Regions from separate parts of the Canis lupus genome. Here region 2 is linked to region 1. A link is a contact called in public Hi-C data. All regions are on one chromosome and are shown on one strand. The core of a region is the stretch at or near the end of the contact, and the rest is flanking DNA. Distances in the headings are between cores, read along the strand shown. Region 1 overlaps LOC119878082 (a long non-coding RNA gene). Region 2 holds the start of RAP2C (ras-related protein Rap-2c).

Evidence for each region. A called contact is a pair of places that touch in the nucleus more often than the background predicts.
Region 2: a contact with region 1 is called in a Hi-C map of blood, with 9 times the contacts expected there. The contact joins the promoter of RAP2C here to the enhancer-like site in region 1. A contact is called at or near these places in 2 of 9 Hi-C or Micro-C datasets (both in blood).

Annotation. Positions count from the first base shown.
Region 1 is chrX:103,774,829-103,782,011 of UU_Cfam_GSD_1.0, forward strand. The region is part of intron 2 of LOC119878082 (a long non-coding RNA gene); the gene reads right to left. Among named protein-coding and RNA genes, the nearest start is that of STK26, 100 kb to the right of the region's middle. Within about 2 kb of position 3,908, at least 2 of the 20 cell types and tissues checked have an H3K27ac peak or open chromatin away from gene starts, as enhancers often do. A contact at or near this core is called in blood, where this site is marked.
Region 2 is chrX:104,066,729-104,073,911 of UU_Cfam_GSD_1.0, forward strand. RAP2C (ras-related protein Rap-2c) reads right to left here and starts at 2,427. Exons shown (of 4, transcript XM_038588325.1): 1 at 2,283-2,427; 2 at 1-711. The coding sequence starts at 209. LOC119868515 (a long non-coding RNA gene) reads left to right here and starts at 1,058. Exons shown (of 3, transcript XR_005386447.1): 1 at 1,058-1,761.

The DNA of each region.
Region 1 (7,183 bases), core at 2,658-5,157:
CAGCTGTCGATGGTGTGAATAAGGATCAGAGATTTCTGTTCATAATATCACCAGTAGTAAAAAGGGTGATGTAAAGCAAGATGATGGTTAGGGAGGGATGCAAAATGAAGGATAGCTCTTTCTCATATAACTTTCTTATCTCACAATCACAGGCACTACAGGGGACAAAGGAGCAGGGATGTGCCTAATAGTTGGGGATAGTTAAATATGGTATCAGGGTCAGTGATAGGATGAAATTGGGGTGGCTGTTTGAACATTACTTGGACATTGAAAAAGAATAATTTATAATTGAAATGCTTAGTAGCAGTAAGGGATCACATGAGTGTCAGTGACAGGTTGAGTATCATATGTGTCTATTTTTCAGACTAGCTGCTCATAAAACAGCATCTTTATTATCATGATTTTTAAGACTATCTATTTGAGAGAGAGAGAACAAGCAGTGGGGGAGGGGCAGGGGGAGAAAGAGAAGCAGACTCCCCAATGAACAGGGAGCCCAATGCAGGCCTAGATCCCAGGACCAGGAGATCATGACCTGTGCAGAAGGCAGATGCTTAACCTGACTGAGCCACCCAGGCACCCCTATTATCATGATTATTATATGAATGTCAGGGTAAGAGTTAGGAATGGGATAGATCTGGAAATTTGTGAAGGTTGGAGGATGTCTGTTTTCTATATAATTAAACATTGAAAATACTGATTTTACATAAGAGAAGTTTTTGGATGGGGGTCAGGGATAGAGGTCAAGTCAGCAGTGGCTGATACACTGAAAAAAGTGTCAGGATAAGGAATATGCTAAGGATGGATACTTTACATATTACTTCATCAAGAAAACAGTACATAGTACAAATAGGGTGCGGTCACAGAAGGAGTGATGGGGATAGACATCTTGTTGGCTATAGTTGACTATAGTTCACTAAAGTGAAATATAGTGATTTTTACATATAATCAAAGAGTATTCTCTTATAACTATCAGAATGTTTGTTTGCTATATTACTTGGTAGTAGAAAGCACTGCTTTTACATAAGGGATAGGTTTAGGGGTCTATGTTGGAATGAGATTACAGAATAGATGAAGTAGCAGGGATGGATTGAGGCCAGGTTCAGAGATACCTACATTGCACATTACTTGTTCAAAAATAAAGTGGCAGTCCTGTAGCAATGAATACACCTAGGACCCCAATCTTGGTTTTTAATGTCATTCTCCAATAAAGGGAACCAGGACTCCTTGGAGAAATGCCTGATTCTAAGACTGGGACAGGAAATATACAAGATGAACCTGGAGCATCTTCCAGTGCCAGAAAGTAAAAAAGTTCTCCCCAAAAATTGCACCAATGGGAGTTGTCAAAGGGACATAGGGGCCAATAGATCGAGCTCCCAATGACTAAAGTGGGAACAATTTTGCCAACAAAATAAACTAGTATTTGATTGTAATTCAACATGTAAAATAAATATATCCAAGAGTCCACACTGTTATAAATAAATGATTGGATAATTAAGTGAAGGAAAAGAGACAAATCTCCCATGCAAAGAATCCCAAATAATGTATGTAGCTACTCAGCTTTCAAGAAGGGAGAGCATAATTCTCCGCTCCGTAAAAATGGGCTGATTGTGGTGACTTACTTCCTAACAGTACAGCATAAAAGAAAGAAAAAAAAGTAGCTGTATCATAGAGGAGCCTGAAAAACACTATGTCACCCAGGTAATCAAGGTTAACTTCAACACTAAGTTCTGTTAACAGTATATACTTTCGACATGATGTGATGAAAATGGCACTTGACCTCTGTGATCTTCTTCCTCAAAAACCTATAATGCCAGTTTAATCGTGAGAATAAAAACACACAAACTCCAATATAGGGACATTATACTAAATATCTGACCTGTATTTTTCAAGACTATCAAGGTCATCAAAAACAAGCAAAGTCTGAGAAGCTCACAGCTCAGAGGAGCCCAAGAGACATGACGAGTAAATATAACTGTATCCTGGATGGGATCCTGGACCCCCTAAAACAAGGACATTAGGTAAAAACTAAGGAGATCTAAAGAGAGTATGGACATTAGTGAATATGACATATCAGTAGTGGTTCCTTAATTGTGACAAATGCACTGCACTAATATAAGATGCTAACAATAGAGGAAATTGGGTGTGGGGTATGTGAACTCTCTGTATGATCTTTGCAACTTTCCTGTAAATACAAATCTATTCTGAAATTAAAAGTTTGTTTTAAAAATAAATGACATCATAAAAGCTGAGGGGCTCGGTGGGTGAGGCTGAGAGATATGCTGAAAATTATAAGTGGCTTGAATGTCAGGTGTAGGGATATCTAGTTTACACCTTACTTGGTATTATGTCTTTAAAAAATGATTTTATATAGGATGAGGAATGGGGTGGGTTTCAGAGATGAAGTGAGGGGTAGGTATTTGATAAAGTGAGAGCAAAGCATGGTGAGGCCCATGTGTGGCTTGAGGATTTGAGAAGAGGTGTTAGGAAGATTGTTTTGCACATCGATTGGTAGTAAAATAGTGTGTGTGTTTGTTTACAAAGGAAGTAGGATGATGTAGGCACCTCAGAGTAGGCTTGGGATGGAATAAAGTAGAAGCTGCAGGAAGAAGCTATAGAGGAAAGGCTAAACTTTAGGTATTGGAAACAGATGTGATGAGGAAGATGTGAACAATTGATTCTTATATTATTTGGCAATAAGATGGGAAAGAACACAGTGATTTAGTCCTATTCTGTGGTAGTCTATGTACAGCCATTTTAATTACTCCCAAAGTCCTGCTAGTATTTAAAACTTTCTGTGTCTTCATTACACTGAGAGATATCCTTGTGTGTAAAGTTACAACGCAGGAGACTGGATGGTGTGTGGGCCAACAGGATGGCCCTGGAGGATGCCACACATCAAGGAGGTTTCTCATCCCCAATGATCACACTCATCATTGACCCTCTTAAAGTTTTATATTAGGGTGACCAGGGGACAGGTATTATGAAAGTTTCAGTTCAGCAGAACTGTATCACCAACTATTGTACTGTCATGGTATTTCAGGATCTAGGTCAATGTCTTCAGGGCCTCACCAACTTCCTGATCAGACCTCTTCTTGCACTTTGAATTGAGTTCATCTTATAACCTAGTGCCATATATTTACCCCTAGAAGATCCTTCAAATCACATAGGGAGCTTTTGAAAAAAACAAAAACAAAACACCAAAGCCTATACTCCATACTGAAAATTCTAATTTTCTGTTTGGTATGAAACCCTGACATCAATATTAAAAAAATTTTCTCCAGGTGACAACCATCAAGCTAATGCCTGTTTTCTGTTCCCTTCTTCTGATTACTTTCCCAGTTTCATCAACACTTGCCTTTAAGGTCATGGTTGTCTATTCTTGTGGGCTGTTGAGTCTTCCTCCATCCAAACTGGAGACAACTACTGAACACTGGACACGGGGCACACAGTTAGCTTCCTGTCTGGATATCCTGGCCAGGCCCCAACTCCCCTTCAAGTTAGCAAACTGAAGCAGGGAAGGTATGGTGAGCCATCCCTCAAGGAAGAGAGCAGAGGGCAGGAGCTCAAGTGGGCCTGCATGTGTCCTCACTGATCCAGAGGGAGACAGAACGTGCAGACTGGCCATGGTAACTTCGAGACTTCTGGACTGTTCTTTGCTCCTTGTGGCTCCTGTGCAGGTTAGCCTTGCTGTGTGTGTCCTGAATGTGTCTCTGCCTGGTGCTGAGGGAAGCCCTCCCAACAGGTTGCTCATGTGCCGGCCATCTGGGCCCAGGGAGGGAGGAGCTGGGGTGGCAGCGATCCCCTTTGCAGTCGATCCCCTTTGCAGTTGTGCTTGGGGGTGTGGAAGGGAATCCAAAGGGTAGAGTGGGAGGTGGCAGCTACAGAGAAGGGAGAAGGCAGGGTCCCAGGTCTTACATCAAAGCTGGGGAAGAAGAACAGGGTGGGACCAGGTGAGGCTGAGAGGGAATCCAGCTGCTGAGCAGAGGAAAAGCTCCAAGTGTTTCCAGGCCAAGCCTGGAGGGCCAAAGAAAGGTGAGCAGCCCTAAGAGGCCTTTGTCAGGGAGGGCCTGTCCCTGTCCTCTGAGGGCCTAACTGCCACCAAAAAAATTACCATCGACGCACTTCCCCCCCAGCTCCGCGCTTTGTGCACAGAGAGAGCCATGCTGGGGCCCAGCTGGGGCCTCTCTGCCCATCAGGGTGAGGACCCAGTGGGAAGGCCCACAGGCCAGAGCCAGCTTCTCTCTGGGACACCACTTCCTGACCCTCCAGCTGTGGTTCTTAAATTATGAGTGTCACAAAAGCCACGGTGGAACGGATGACAGCTACGGGGAAATGCACCAGTATAGCTTTCACATATGACTCAAGGGGGGAGGAGGTAACTTTCACAGAGCCTCTCGCCCTTCCCTTCCATCCCCAAGTAAAGAACCCCTGCTCTGCCCTCCTGTTCTTCCACTAGCCAGCTCAAACGCGCCCATCCTGCGTTGGGTGTCCTATGCCACAATGACCGCTAGATGTCGACAGAGACCTGGCAGGACGCCTCACCTTCCCTTCTAGGGCTAAGGACAACCTTTTCATGGGGCCGGTTTGTCCTTGCCCAGGAGTGAAATTAGGGCTCAGGACAAGAGTGGCCTCAGATCTGTCCTTCACCATTCACAGGCAACTTAGAGAGAATAAAGACTAAAACTCGCTCTCTGCTGGTACCTGGTACATCCTCCTTTTGCAATCCTCTCCCTGCCCTGATCACACAGTGTGTTGGTTGATTTCCACCCTTCGGAGCCTGTAGGACAGATGCTGCCAATGTAGCTGCCTTTGCTGTCCCTGTGTTCCCCAAACCTACAGCCTCCCTTCTCCAGGTGGGAGTGGATGGAGAGCTAGCTTCTCTCTTGATCTCAGCATAACTCACTATCTAGGAGTACTGTGGGCAAGGTGAAGGACATGGGCCACATTTAACAGCTCTGTGACTTTGAGCTCTTTACTTAGCCTCTCTGAGCCGACCTCATGGGATGATTATGGGAATGAAATGATTCGATATTTCTTTTTTTTTTTTAAAGATTTTATTTATTCATTCATGAGAGACACAGACAGAGGGAGAAGCAGGCTCCATGCAGGGAGTCTGATGCGAAACTCAATCCTAGGACCTCGGGATCACAACCTGAGTCAAAGGCAGACGCTCGACCACTGAGCCACCTAGGTGTCCCTGATTTGATATTTCTAAAACACTTTGAACAACACCTGGCACGTAGTAGGTAGTATATGTTAGCTATTCTAATTTGTCCTCTTGGGTCCTTATAATAAGGCCTCAGTAATTAGCTTTTTCTATTTTCTTCATCATCATCATCATCATCATCATCATCATCATCATTACTGGCATTTCCCCTTTAGGGCTCCTACTTTCTGACTATGGACTTTGCCCCTGACTTCACCAACTGTGTCTGGCAGTTGCTAAGTTCTTTTTGGTCCCCGTTTTCTACAAAGCCCTGGTGTTGCTGTTGCCGTTGTTGGGCTCTGGGTTGAGGCAGGCCTGATAGTGTTTTATCTGCGTCCCAGTATTCTTTGAGAACACCAGAGAAAGAATATTAGGGAAAGTAGAAAATCCCTTGATCTGCAGATAGAAACCTTTCCTTTTGGTGTAAATATTTGACCCTCGAAGCACAGCTTCAGATCCCATGCTCTTAGGATGCTAGTTAAACTTCTAGCCGGCAGGTACTGTGCTTTGCCTAATCAAGTACATGGTTTTGTTTGACCAAGAATTTACGTGGCTCCCAGGTTCCCATATTCAACTACTTTGCTAATCGAAAGCTGAGGAATGTCTTAAATGCTTCATATGTTAACCATGTTGGGTTGTTCACCATGCTAACTGAACCAGAGCTAAGAGAACTGGAAATGCAGACAGTCTCACTTTGGGCAGAGCCTCAGTACAGAATTAGGCACCTTCCTCCAAAAACCAGCCTGCAGGCTATTTAGAGAGCACACCAAACTAGAATTTGTCAACTGCATTGCATAATCAACCAGATGTGTCCACACAATGACTTGTGCTAATACATTACAGATAAAGTCATGGAATAGAACCAAGTGTTCCTAATGAATATATTTCAAGAATAATTTCAGTGAGTAGAAAAACAAGGCTCAGCATGAAGAAGGTGCTTGCAAAGCTAAGACTGACCAGATAGTGCATGGTTGGGCTGGGTAGTTTCATTAGCAATTCCTTCTGTACCAATGTCTTAAGCCATCCTCTAAAAATTCACGGCAAACTTCCAGATTTTTGTTAAGATAGGCTAGGTCATTCATATCAGCCTGCCCTTTGGGAAAAAAAAAACTTCTATATTTTAATTTATATTCAGTGCTATTTTTTAATTTTTATTTTTTAAGTCATCTCTCCACCCAATGTGGGGCTCGAATTCACAACCTCGAGATCAAGAGTCACACTCTCCACCAATTGGGCCAGCCAGGGGCCCCTGAAAGAAACTTTTAGCAACCTGGATGAAATGTGAAGAATACCTTCTTTAAAGACTTGAAAAGCTGGGACACCTGGGTGGCTCAGCAGTTGGGAGCCTCCCTTCGGCCCAGGGAATGATCCTGGAGTCCCGGGATCGAGTCCCCATCCAGCTCCCTGCATGGAGCCTGCTTCTCCCTCTGCTGTGTCTCTGCCTCTCTCTCTGTGTGTCTCTCATGAATAAATAAATAAAATCTTAGAAAAATAAAGAATTGAAAAGCTGAAAGGGAAATAAGGTGTTACCTGAACAAAATAAAGAGAAAATAGAGACCTAGATATTTTCCAAATCAGAACATTATTTACATAACCTCTTAGGATAAGAAGAGCATAAACCAAAGGTTGAGATGTATACAAACTAGAGAGTCTAACATGACTATCTTCCTTCAATTAGGTGGCACCCAAAAGACTCCATCCTGAGGGTACAGGATGTGGCCCAGCCCTCACACAGAAGTTCATCTTAGGTTCTACTTCCTTGATATGTAGACAATTCCAAACGTAAAAATTTAAGGGTGGCCTCCACTAAGAGTATGCCCAATTATCCCCCCAGTACTCCATCTGACAGAGGCAAATGGAAATACTCTCTGGAAGAATGTGACTTCATTGTAGCTAAAGTTCTTACTATAAATAATTGTTAAAGTATGAAGATCAGAATAACCAGGCAAATAAACACACAAGGCATATGGGCAGGAG
Region 2 (7,183 bases), core at 1,177-3,676, 290 kb after region 1:
AGATCTCTCATGGAGGCAAACTGCTCAGTTCCTGCGGTGTCCAGAATTTCCAGCACGGAGGGGGAAGAGTCCACTTCGATCTCTTTGCGGTAGAAATCTTCAATGGTGGGGTCATATTTCTCAATGAAAGTCCCGGTGACAAACTGCACAGTAAGGGCAGATTTGCCAACCCCTCCGCTCCCTAACACCACTACCTTGTATTCCCTCATGAGTCTCACCTTCAGCAACTTCTACCACAGGGAGGGAAAAGAACACCCCGCTAGCCACGGCGGCTCGGGGAGGCGGAAGGTGGGCGGAAATCTGCGAACTGGGGAGGAGAGTGCGGAGCGGCCGAGGGCCCAACGGGGGAAGAAGAGGAAGTTAAAGGAGGGGGAGGGGAAAGAGCCAAGTGTCGGGTGGGTGGGGATGGGATGGTGATGCCCTTCCTATAGGAACTGAAGCCCAGGCAGGGGGCGTGGGGAGGAGGGCAAGCACCGAGAGGCGGGGTGGGGAGACGCGCCGCGCCCCTGAGGGAAGCGGTGGGGGCCGCGCAACGGGGGCCCCCGCGGCCAGGGTTGGCCCGGCACCCCTCCCCCCGCCCTTCACACAAAGGGGCCCAGGGACCCCGCTTCCTGCTCGCGCCGCCGAGCCAGCCCAGGCCTGTGGGCTCGGCTCCAGTCACTGCCGCCCGGGCGGGTCTCTGGGCCGCGGCTCCCGCGGGCGTCGTCCGGCCTGTGGGGAAGGGGGTGAGGGGGCGCGTTACCGCCGGGCCCCCGACCGCCGCCCGCCTTCCTCGCTCCGCACCCCCCTCCTCCCCGCCAGCTCCTGCCCGGACCCGGACCCGGCTGCCTCCGCCAGCGCCGCCACTTACCCCGCCGTCCGCACCCGCCCGGCCGCCCGGGAGGCTCCGTCACGCCAAGGCCATGGCCAGCGGCCGGCTCCTCGGTCTCTCCGCCGCCCCAGCGCCGCTGCTCGCGGAGGGGAAAGGGGCGGGGGCTGTCCGGTGGCGGCGGCGGCCACTCTGGGCGAAGCCACCTCTTTTTTTTTCCTCACCCCCCCCCCCCCCCAGCACACACCCGGAAGGGTTTCCCTGACACACTGGCTGAGGTGCCCCAGTTCCCCGAGACTGGCCGGGATCACTTCCGGTGGGGAAAGTCCCACCTCTCCGGGGCGAGCCGGGTGGCTCTGGGGCCGCGCCCTGCCGAGTGAGGCGGCAGGGGACGGTCTCGGTTCGCGGCCGCGGCCTTGGCAAAGGGCCTCTCAGAGAACCTCCGGCGGCCTTCCCTTTCCTGCCCGCAACCCCAGCTGCTGACAGTCGCATCCCAAAGGCGCCAAACCCCTTGGCGTCTCCGCGGCTCGCAGCCAGAGGACTTGCACCGCCGGCTGGCGAGTGCTTGGACGGCGGGTTACCATCCGGCCCCCGGGAGAGCGCCCAACATCCCGGCTCGAGAAGGCGCAAGGAAAATAAAGCAGCCAAGAAAGTTCATTCTCATAGCTCGTGTTTCGAACACTTGATGTTTCTCTAGAAACGCGTGCAAACTACCCTTCGACTGCACTACCGCTCTTAATCCATTTGTGATGTGTCTTACTTGGCCATGCCTGACAAATAATTAAATACAGTACTTTTATCATCTAGCAAATTGGCTCGACTCCACCAGCAAATGACAAAGTCACTCCTTCCCTTCTTATCACAAGACTCAAAAACAACAGGAATAGAAACACTTTATCTGACAATAACTCAGCTTTGCCATTTTTGATTGTAACCACTACACGGCGGGAAAGGTAAGCAATACTCAGGGGAGAGTTGATTGGAAATTGTTTAGGCCTACGAGACTAATTGCTTTTAATCTTTCATTATCTGCCCGCAGAGCAGTTCCCGCAGCTGGCTCTTCCCCGATAAAGTCTGTTTCAATGGTCATCCTTCATAGTCCTTGAAATGCAAGAGGAAAGGACTGCTGTTAAACACTAAGTTTCTATTTTTAGATAAATTTATTACTTCTTAAATATCTTTCCCTCTGCTAACTTTCTATTTGTAAACTTTGTGTCAGATCCACAGAGCCCCAATGCTCGATTATATTTTAGGCATGTCACCCCCTTTTTGATTCAAGCATGTACCCAGGAACCTGAGAGACCGGTCGCCTTAAATTGATTCCAAATTCTCTTACTTGCAAGCCCTCACAGCCAGGCTGGATGAAAAGAGATTTATTACCAAACCCAAACTGGTAGACATTAGAAAACAGGCAAATCCCGGTAGTTTGAAGTCCCACTGTGTCTTTCCCTGAGCACTCCCCAATGTCACTTACAGTGTCCAGAGGACAGTTTACTTCAATTTCTCCTCGGCTCCGGGCTGCTGCAATCTGTCCAGCGGAGTCCCCAGCTCTGGCTCCAGCTGGCCTGAGTCCCGCCTGATATCTGAGGCACTGCCCTCTGCTGGAAGAGGTTGGTCTATGAGTTTTGAGTCTCCCCATAGGTCACTGCTCCTTCCACACGTGCTTTTGCCTGATTTGGAGCTCTGCTGCCCATCTCCCTGTCTAGCTGTCTCCAGACTGTCTGGTGGGATCTATACCCTGCACCAACTCTGCTTGAACCTGAGTCTGGAAATCCTCTTCTGATCCAGCAATCACTGTTGAGAAATAGTACCCAACCTCTGCCTTATTACTAAACTGTCACAACAGGGAGCTCCTCTTTTTGAGGTTGTCCCAACTGTTGGCAAGTCTCATATCTCTGATTGTGTTGGCCAAACTGTTTTGGACACAGTTCTTTGTTTCTCCACACAGTGAAACGTGCTCCTCCCCTCAGTACAGAGTCCTACAGGGTCACTCATCAGCTACAGAGTTGACATGTGTCACACTCAATCTGAAGCTCCCTCTAAACTTTCTTGGGAACGAGCTTCATTCCAGCAGCAGTTAGGAAAGCAAACAATTGGAAGTAGCTTAAAATGCCCTTCAGTAGACAATTCTAAAATAATTGTGTGTGTGTGTACATTTGCAAAATGGATACAATGCAGCTATTTATTTAAAAGAAGAAAGATCTGTAAGTGCTGATATGAAAAGATGGTCAGGACATGTGATAAGGCTGAAAGAGAGCAAGATACTGAACAAATACATAGTTGCTTCCATCAAGGTAAAATATGTGGGAAAGTGCAATATATAGTTGCGTGTCCATTAACACCTGAAACAAGTCATGAAGTATCCATGAGAGGTATTATGAAAGGATTTTCATTTCTCCACAACTTTTTCATTTTTCAACAATGATCAGGTGTTATTGGGGGGAAGAGGGAATAAATACCATTTCATGATATTTTTAAAGGAAAAAGAAGAAATTTGTTAATCACCACTTCCTCAAAAAACAATGTCCTGACTGTCTGGGGATCAGTGGACAAGTCTGCCCAATTTAAACTCCCTCCTGCTGCCTGTTCTATCCTCCCCAAACATCTCTATACTTAGAAAAGTATTTTCACATACATTATCTCATTAGACTCCAGTTGTTCACCAGTTTACTTTTATTAGCCAATGAGAGTTAAAAACCCAATTAGAAGAGCACAGCCAGGCAGTTGAGTGCCAAGGTCTCTGAACCAAGGCAGGCATTTATGCGGCCACTTGCCTACCTCCTCAGCTGTGGCACCATGAGCAAGTGATTTCACCAGTCCAAGGCTCTAGCTTCTCATCTGTAAAATGAAGCTAACCATTTCATGTGAAAATACAATGAAGTAGTATATGTAAGATGCTTAGTTCAGTTTCTTGGTCATGACCAATCCTCAATAAATGCTGTCTCTTTGGTTTTTATTTAAAAGACTTGGTAAAGTGTTACTTAAAAAATATCAGTGGACATAGAGAGGAAAACAAAACTTTAAAAGCCCAAATATCTCCCAATGGCACAAAAATAATAACCGAGTTACTCTTTCCAAAGATATTTATTGTTAAAACCTTCTTGTATTTCAGGGGGAAAACAGTATTCATGTGCTAGCATTTTTATCAACCCATCTTCTATATGTATTTTTAAAAATTATTTTATTTTTTGTTTTTTAAAAGATTTTATTTATTCATAAAAGACAGAGAGAGAGAGAGGCAGAGACACAGACAGAGGGAGAAGCAGGCTATATGCAGGGAACCGGATGTGGGACTCGATGTGGGACTGGATCCCGGGACTTCAGGATCATGCCCTGGGGCAAAGGCAGGCACTAGACCACTGAGCCACCCAGGGATCCCCTAAAAGTTATTTTATTTTATTTTATTTTTTTATTTTTTTTATTTTTTTTATTTTTTATTTTTTTTTCCCTAAAAGTTATTTTAAAAGACATCTTACTATACACATCATTCTGCACCTTGCTTTTTTTTTTTTCACTTACTATATCTTGGTGATGGAAATCATTGAAACAAAAGGGTACTTGCATTTAAAATTCTCTGGTCAATATTGTGAAATTGTCCTTCAGAAACATCATACCAATTCACATTCCTACCAACACTGCATGTGGTTTTTTTGTAACCTCACCCTAGGTATTACTAGTTTTAGTCTTTTAGAGATACTGTTACTCACTTTAGGGTATTTTCAGGACTAACAAATGCAGGGTAGTATGATAGAAGGAATTTGGGCTTCAGAATCAGTCTTAACATTCTCCTTTGCAAGCTAGATCTTCATTCCCTCGTTTAGTAAAGTTGGACACGATGGCGGTAACTAGCTCATAAGGCTCCTTGGAAGAATAAATGAGACAGCCCATTCAAAGCACTTAGCCTTCCAAACACTAACTGCTTCATAAATGTAAAATGCTCACATAACAACTTTCCACTCCCAAGGCTCAAGGATGGGGGAGGGTCACTTCTCCAGATAGTATGCCCTTGAGATTCAGAACTTCTGTTGTAATTCTGTATCAGCCTCCACTAGAAAATAACTGCAGCTCAGGCAATCAGTTTTAAGAACACAGCTGACTTTCTACCATAGTGAAGAAATCTTAGGGTATAAACTATACGCAGAATATGTAAGTTACAGGTACCTAATCCTGTTTTGTGCAAATGGCTCAGCACAAGTGGTAAGTGTGAAAGTTTGCTTAAGGCACTAGTTGTCCCTTTCCAGTTGCTACCTCCTTCAGTTGCAAGCCCTGGAGCCATAAACTGTTCTGGATCATTTTCCCTCACTTCCACCCTCCCAAGGGAGCCCTCTCACCTTCCAGGTCCTGGGAAGAAACCCAAGCCCCATGATATTGGTGTCCCAGGCGCTTCCCACTCCTTGGCTTGAACTTGCCTTTGGATTAACAGAGCCTGAGTTAGTAGTGTCCTAGGTCTTTGCCTACAAAAGTCTTCGTCAGGGCATTTCCTCTTACTTCATTGCTTTAGATGGGCCTCTCAATAAACACTGCTCTGGGTCCTTCCCAGCTCCTTCTAACCTCTGAGATCCCAATTTCCCTTGTCAGATTCTGCCTCCAGCTGCACCAGCTGCTGGTTCTGCAAATCAGTCTCCCCAGGTACACAGAACAAATTTTATGACTTTATTATCCTTTTCTCATTATAAAAAAAGTTTTTCGCAAAAAAACTCTTTAAAAAAAAGGTGAAATACTACTACCCAAAGGAAATTGCCATAAAATTTTAGTTCCTTTCACTGTGTTTTTCTCTGAGAGTGAAAAATTTTTTTTAACTGAGAACGTGGTGATATAATTTTGTGTAATGAAACTTCATGCCTGCATAAAGTATTAAAAATACTCAGGTACCTCTCAGCTTCAGTAGACCTTCTTCCCCATAGCTCTAGCTTTCCTACAACCCCAACTAAGATTTAATCACATTCAACCTTGTCCACCTGGAATCCTTCATCCAACCAATGGGATTTTGTGGGAAGGGCTGCTTACCACAGAACCCACTTCCCCAGCCTGACCTGGCAAATGCTCTTTTAGGGGCACAAAATTCTTATTTTCCTGATGTGGCAGCTGAGAAAGTTCTCTCTCTAGGAGCTCAGGGGCCTATTAAGTAAGAGTGTAACATACCAATCTGAACCCCTTTATCATTCTCCCTATTTCATCTTTCCTTTCAAATATAGTCATTAGGAAAGCATTTTGTAATCTATTAAGAACCAAATAAATTTAAGGAATTAGTATAAATAATAACCATAATATTTTTCTTGTTTATATGTGCATGTTTATGGGCAATTTAAATCCATTGTATAAACCTATTCTTAATTTATATGCATTTGAAGGTAACCTGGAAGTGTTGGTACCGTGCAGGTGGCTGGGGCCCTAACCAGCTCCCCGCCCCCAGAGTTTCTGTTTCTGGAGCAGGGCCCATAATTTGCATTTCTAAGTTCCCAGATGCTGCTGCTGCTGCTCCAAGAACCCTACCTTAAGCACCACTGTTCTAAAAAGTGGTAGGATGTTATATTTGGGCCTTCCATGCTCAATATTAATCCACTCATTCAAGTATTCATTCAGTCAATGCACATTGATTAAATTCCTACTCTGTGCCAAACACTTTGCCAGATAGTGGGAATAGAAAGATGGATAAGACACAGTGCCCATAGGAGTTCATGACCTTTTGAAGAACACATACAATTAATTCAATATTTACACTACAATGTGACAAGTGTCATGATAGAGATATGGCCATAGTGCTCTGGGAGACCCAGAAAGGGTGTCAGGAAATGTCTTTTTGAGGAGGTGGTTGGGCTGTAGGTGAAGACGTCAGAGGGGTCAGTAGGGGCCAGAGCCAGATGAAGAAAAGCCTTATGCAGTAAGCTGAGGGGCTTGACCTTTCCCCTGAAGGCTGTGGGAAGTCATGGAGGGTGATTTCACAGAGGTCAGGCAATACTACAATGGGCAGAAGTAGGGGATTTGGCACCCAGGCCCAGGTTCGAATATTGGCCGCACCTCCTGTATGACCTGGGAAAAGTTACTCAGTCTTCTCTCAGCCTCCTTTTGGTCACATGTAAAGGGGGAAATAGCATCTGTCTTATTTAGGTGTTGCAAAGATCAAGAAAAAGTATCTTAATTCCTGGCATATGGTAAGTATTTAATAATGGGTGATTATGGTCAGAATTGAACTTTAGAAAGCTAAAGACATGAAAGACCTGCTTCTCAGATTATTACTGTTCGTTTGAAACTACCAGGCTAGTTCAAATATCAAGGCCATATTTGATGTAGTGGCAAGTGGGATGATTTCATGGTGTACTGATAATGATTTATGGATGACAGACTGTTTGAGAGGCATCGTGATTTACACACATC